Regions from separate parts of the Mus musculus genome. Here region 1 is linked to region 2. A link is a contact called in public Hi-C data. All regions are on one chromosome and are shown on one strand. The core of a region is the stretch at or near the end of the contact, and the rest is flanking DNA. Distances in the headings are between cores, read along the strand shown.

The links. A called contact is a pair of places that touch in the nucleus more often than the background predicts.
Region 1: a Hi-C map of embryonic fibroblasts shows a contact between it and region 2, with 3 times the contacts expected there. The contact joins two enhancer-like sites. A contact is called at or near these places in 6 of 484 Hi-C or Micro-C datasets (adipose-derived mesenchymal stem cells, embryonic fibroblasts, muscle stem cells and 2 more).

The regions. Positions count from the first base shown.
Region 1 is chr6:117,430,461-117,433,592 of GRCm38.p6, forward strand. No RefSeq gene overlaps it. Among named protein-coding and RNA genes, the nearest start is that of 6820426E19Rik, 63 kb to the right of the region's middle. Within about 2 kb of position 1,366, at least 116 of the 459 cell types and tissues checked have an H3K27ac peak or open chromatin away from gene starts, as enhancers often do. A contact at or near this core is called in embryonic fibroblasts, where this site is marked.
Region 2 is chr6:117,325,597-117,328,402 of GRCm38.p6, forward strand. No RefSeq gene overlaps it. Among named protein-coding and RNA genes, the nearest start is that of Cxcl12, 160 kb to the left of the region's middle. Within about 2 kb of position 1,460, at least 35 of the 459 cell types and tissues checked have an H3K27ac peak or open chromatin away from gene starts, as enhancers often do. A contact at or near this core is called in embryonic fibroblasts, where this site is marked.

The DNA of each region.
Region 1 (3,132 bases), core at 116-2,615, 100 kb after region 2:
TGTAAGGAGAGCATGCATCTCAGATGTGGATAATGCAGCTGGTAGATAGAAATGTAAGTAGGCATGATTTGCTGAGGGGAACATTCACCATCACGGCCTTAAGCCTGGGTAGTGTTGTTGTTGTTGTTGGTGGTGGTGGTGGTGGTGTTTAAGTCCATTTTAACTTGGTTCTGTCACTGTTGTTTTTGTTCTTGGGGTTTGAGACGAAGTTTCATCATGCAGTCTTGACTGGTTTTGAACTCAGAACCGACTTGATTTCTTCTGGCTACTGCAGACACAATGACAGTTCTTTGCTTGGAGACTTTTGGAGCACTACAGACTGTTAATAGCATCCTTGGTTCCTACGAATAGATGCCAACAGTACCTCTTCCTCAGTGATGACAACCAAGCAGACATTGCAAATGCCTCCAGGTGGGAGGGTACTTGATTATTTATTTATTTATTTATTTATATTGCAAGCCATGCATACCCCCTAAACTCGGTCACCAGGTGTGTCTGTCTCATAGTTTTCTGGGCCCTGCTGCTGGCTCTCCTCCGTCACCACACCACCCGAATGACTTAAAGCACGGCAAGCTGCCCACGTTCTCCCGCAGACTCTGATTTCTCTAGGCTGCTTCTCCAACTAACTTATGCTAGCCAAGTGACTCACTGCGCTCACTCAGCAATTGGATCCAACAGACAGCACTCACATACAGCCTGATGTCACCACCACCCTCAGAGGTACTTCCATTGTTCACCACCACCCCACCACCTGTGTGCTCATTCTCTCATTCAGTCCTCCTGCAAGGCCCACGAAGTGGTGACCCGTCCTCCTTGGATGCCCCCCTCACTGACTCTTGCTTGTCCCTCAAAGAGGAGCCCATTGCAGGTTTCACATCTCTTTTAGCATGAGGAAATTAGAAAGGACTGGTGAAACTCTTGTCAAAGTACTTCCTGCTTGAAAGGCCTGGAGGGAAGCCAAATTCACTGCCCCCTGGCTGACATCCCCTGCAATGGCCACTCTGCAAATGAACTCCAGAGAAGAGGAGATCTGGGTGGTCCTTCCAGAGAGACTTTAAATTCAGTCTTCGGCTCTGGAGCAAATAAACACCTGTCAGATGCTTAAACTTGTAGATCACACAGTGTGGAGCACAGTGCATGGTGTCTTAGGACTGCGCCTTCCACATGGTGTGACCCCACAGTGTATGGTGCCTTAGGGCCCAGGCACCGGTGCTTACTCAGCTGCATCAGGGCATGACCACAAGCACCGGAAACCACAGAGAGCACATCGACTCTTTACTTCCGCAAGCATGCAGCTATCAGGAGCTGCAAACCCACTCTGCAATGAAGCTGTGATTCAGGCTTGCCTGTGTGTCGAGCATACAGCCCTGATGTCTCGAATGACAGACAGCAATAATCAGAGGCAATCCTATGAGCACATAGAGGCACACAGACTCAAGTCAAGGCTGTAATTAACTTACACTGTTCACATCTGTTACCTCATCTGGGAAGTAGAAACTGGCCACACTGCTGTTAGTACCAATTTTGTCACTGCAGAGTCCGGTGATGGCTGGATAATACTCCACATAATCAATACACTTGAAACTCCAAATATCACAGGGTGTGTGTCTGGAGCATGCATCACAGATGGTAATGGTTTGGGGCCCTAAGTTTCCTGCTATCATTCGTGTGTGTTTTCAGAATCAAGACAAGACTCTCTCCAAGAGCAAAGTACTGATCCTGAGGCTGCCAACATCTTCTTGCATACACAGTGCTCCTGGGCCTGGGAACTTACATGGGGCAGGGTTTCAGATACGAAGAGGTGAGCACAGCAGCTAGCTCCATCAGAATAAGTAAATCCTTTCTCCCTCCCTCCTGCTCCTGGCTTGGGTCATCACTAAATAAAAACCAAACAGAAACTACCAGTGCCCCTTTGTTATTGCAGGTTGAGAGCTGGGATGATCCAGCCCAGGACTGGAAATTTAATCCCACTCTGCTTCCCAGACACAGACACTATTAAAGTTTCGTTTTGTCCTCTCTGGGAGTTAGAAGAACTGCCTGGATGCTTTGTGCCCAGATGATTCACCTTGTCTCTTGTGACAGACCCTGAAACTGCTCTCTCCTAAAAAGAACTCAGTGACTTAGACTAAATGCATAGTTTGCAAAATGTCCCGAGAACCGTAGATGGGAAAGAAGATCTTAAGCTATTGATGCTTAGTGTTAGGATCATGAGCACCACTGTGGATAATTGCCTGAGTGAAGACACTTGTGTGGACGCTACTTACCTAAAGGAGGAAGGCTGGGGCTCATGGACAGCTCCTGCACATACAAGCAGGCACAGAAGCAATGAAAGCAATTCAGGGTGATCAGCAACACAGTTGGCAAAGAGAAAGGTTTCCATCCTGGGCTCAAACCTCTTTCTCCACACTCCAACCACACACACACACACACACACACACACACACACACACACACACACACACACACACTGTTCAACCTCGTTCATGGACTGAGTGACTGACCACGAGGTAGCTGCCAGAAACATCGCTGTGATCTGGTGGGATGATGGGGGCCAAGAGGATGAGATGAGAGATCCTTATGGTGGCTTGAATGAGAATGGACCCCATAGGCTCATATAGTTGAATACTTAGGCACTAGTTGGTGGAATTGTTTGGGAAGGATTGGAAGGTATGGCCTTATTAGAGGAAGTGTGTTATTGGGGTGGGCTTTGAGGTTTCAAAAGCCCATGTTGTTCCCAGTTTGCGTTCTCTCTCCCTCTCTCTCTCTCTCTCTCTCTCTCTCTCCCTCCCTCCCTCCCTCCCTCCCTCCCTCCCCTCCCCCTCCCCCAGTCTCCCTCTGTTTTGTGGTTGTTTTTTTCAAGATGTTAGCTGTCAGCTACTGCTCCAGCACCATGTCTGCCTGCCTGCTGCCATGCTCTCCATCATGACGGTCATAGATTCACCCTCTATAAACCCTTAATAAACTGCTTCAGCCTCTGAAGCTATAAGCCTTCAATAAACTCTTCCTTCTATGACTTGACTTGATCGTGGTTCCTCTTCACAGCAGTGTAAAAGTGACTAAGACAGTTTTCCATGGAAATAGAATAGGAAGATTTTTTTCATACAGTTGTGGAGGCTGAGTCCTGGAGTCTAT
Region 2 (2,806 bases), core at 210-2,709:
TGCTTTCTTTCCATCTGTAGAACTTTTAGAGGTGAAAAGAAAAAAAAATGGACCTCCTCCCTGTAAGACTCTCTGAAATAATTTCTCAGACAAACAATAGTAATTAGTATAGCTTGATCTTTTATAAGAATAGTAAGTAAAGACATAAGTCAGGGTAAATTTAAGTGAATATCCCAAAGTATATGCAGCTATCTGCTTACCTTTAATTTTGTGCGCTTTCCTAGTAAATTTAATTTTTATTTGAGAGAGGGGGGGATCTGGAACATTCAGAGATGCTTAAAGAATATTTTCTTAAAGAATGTATTTCATTTTAAGCCAAAGTTTATAATTACTGGGGGGAAATTCTAGAATTCAAAGTCTGGGAATTGAGGGAGTGGTACAGCAGGGACTTAGGAAGTGTTTTGGCTAAAAAGCACCGTCTCCTTCTTTGGTCCCACAAGGTAATTGGGATTAGGAAAAAACCTGACCTCTCTCCTTCATTTGTATCTGTCTCCATGGTTATCTTATTATAGAGTACCTCCCCCACCCCGTTCCAGATCCCCTAACAATATTTAAAGCTGTCTAGAGATTTCCAGACACTTTAGATCCTGGGAAAAATAGGGTTGATCAATAAACACCTTATGACTAAGGACTAAACTACCACTAAACAGACATGAGAGCCATTGTCTGCTATGGTAAGCCTGGACCCTGGAGCAGAAGTGACCACTTCATGAGAACCAGATTGCTCTCCTCAAATGATGACAATGACTAATTCAGAGTACGATGCAGAAGCAGAGCTGAGTGAGGACCAACCAGACTACACCTGGATCAGACTGCTTAACTTTGCAGATCTCTTGCCTCTACCCCATTCTTCCACTTTAACCTAAAATGCATGTCAGTGCCTTGAAGACAGTCTTGGGGCTCCCTTTATCAGTTCCTCCTTTCTCTCCTTTTCACAGCTAACTCTGTCTTTAATTAACATGTTGGATGGCAACTGCCCCCTCCTGCCATTAGCACTCTGCAAGCCCTGGCTTTTGCTCTCAAACTTAAGCCAGAGATAGACTTAGGCTGGGTTTGAAGGAAGAGGCGGCCTGGGATTTTGGCCATCTATTTTCTCCTCTGTCATTTGACGGAAGCCAGTGTTACTGCTGGATACATGGAGATTTTGGGGTCACATTATAGGGATCTATGTGCATCGTCTCTCACTGTTTGTCCTGTGAAGGAAGGAGAGAAGAAACCGCACAGAGCTTGTTGGGTTTAGTCATCCGTTTTTCTCATGACAGTGTTTAACTCTTTCACACACACACACACACACACACACACACACACACACACACCTATCAAGTACTGGAGGCCGTGCGAGGATCCGCAAATGAAGAGAATGGAGCTTTCTGCGTTTTCTTTTAGCTCATAGGACACAGCTCAGAGCCCTCACAGCAAAGGAATGACCTGTGACAATGGGAACAAAGACATCACACTCTCCACTGGCTTCTAGCTGCCTTGTATTTTTGCCCCACCCAGCCACACATGGTAATTAGTCATGGGTTTTGGTTGTTGCAGAAGATTTTCTTAAAGTGTGGGCTAATTAAGACATCCCTTTTGGCGAACCTATCTGAGATTAGTGGTTTCTTGATTAAATTTATTTCTTTCGAGTCTGCGTGATTCTGAACTCCTCCGTAGGCTTCATTGCAAGAGTCCAGCAAGCAGACTGATCATGCTTACAAACTTGGAGCTCAGAAGGATTTGGCAATATTGGTATTTTCTTTTCTCAGCTTTCCCGGATTTTTGGCTTAGGCGTTTGTGCCCTTCATCTGCTCCTCATTAGAACACCATCGGCTCTTGTTTGAGAGTTCTCAGTGCCTTAGTCAGAACTAAGAATATCCTTTCCTCCGGACAGCAGCCATGGACTTCCCAGAGCTCTGACAGAAGGGGAAGGAGCCGGGCCCCTGAGAGACTGACAGCACCCACTTTATGGGGTCATGGGAAAGACAAAGCCGAGGGCATTTGACAGGACACTAATTCAAATGACTGACTGACTCTCAAGAGGAGAGCTAAGCCAGCTCCAGGCATCAGCTGCTTCTGAGGCGCGTGAGCCATGAGGCACACATCTGCCTGAGGGAGGCTGCCTGCCGGCACAGGCCTTAGTTTGAACTTGGAAGGGAACAGTCCATTCATCCCTTTTCTGAGTGTGCACATCCATTCATTCGTAGTACACAAACGTGCCTTCGTCATTAACAAGTGGGAAACGTAGACGTGCACCAAGGAATTGTTTGGAAATAAACATCTTTGTGGTTTATTAGAGTTGTGCACTCTATTTTTATGTCCATATACCCAGGGTTGTGTAAAGATTTCATGCAGGAAGTGTTTGTGAGTGGAAGACATTTAAGAAGTTCCAGGTGACGTAAGAGAAGTTGATGACTTGCCTTCTGGGGGCTGGAGACCCAAGATCAGGGTGTGAGTGTGACTTCTTCCTCCCGAGGCCTCTCTCTGTGGCTGAAGATGATGGCATCTTCAACCTGCGTTGTCACATGACCTCCCCTGAGTGTCTGTGTCCTAATATCATCTCCTTATGCTTGATTAGTACTGACACCAAGGTCCCCATTTTAATTTAATTATTTCCTTAAAGACCTTGACTTGCTTGGCATGGTGGCCCACACTTTCCAGCCCAGCACTAGGAGGCTGAGGCAGGACAATTGCTGAGTTTGAAGCCAGTCCATTCTGCATTGTGGCTTGCAGGCTAGGCAGAGCTCCCTAATGACACCTTGTCTCTAAAAACATTATTCAATTTTTAAAAATTAAAATAAATCTCATTTCCTAATATATTTTG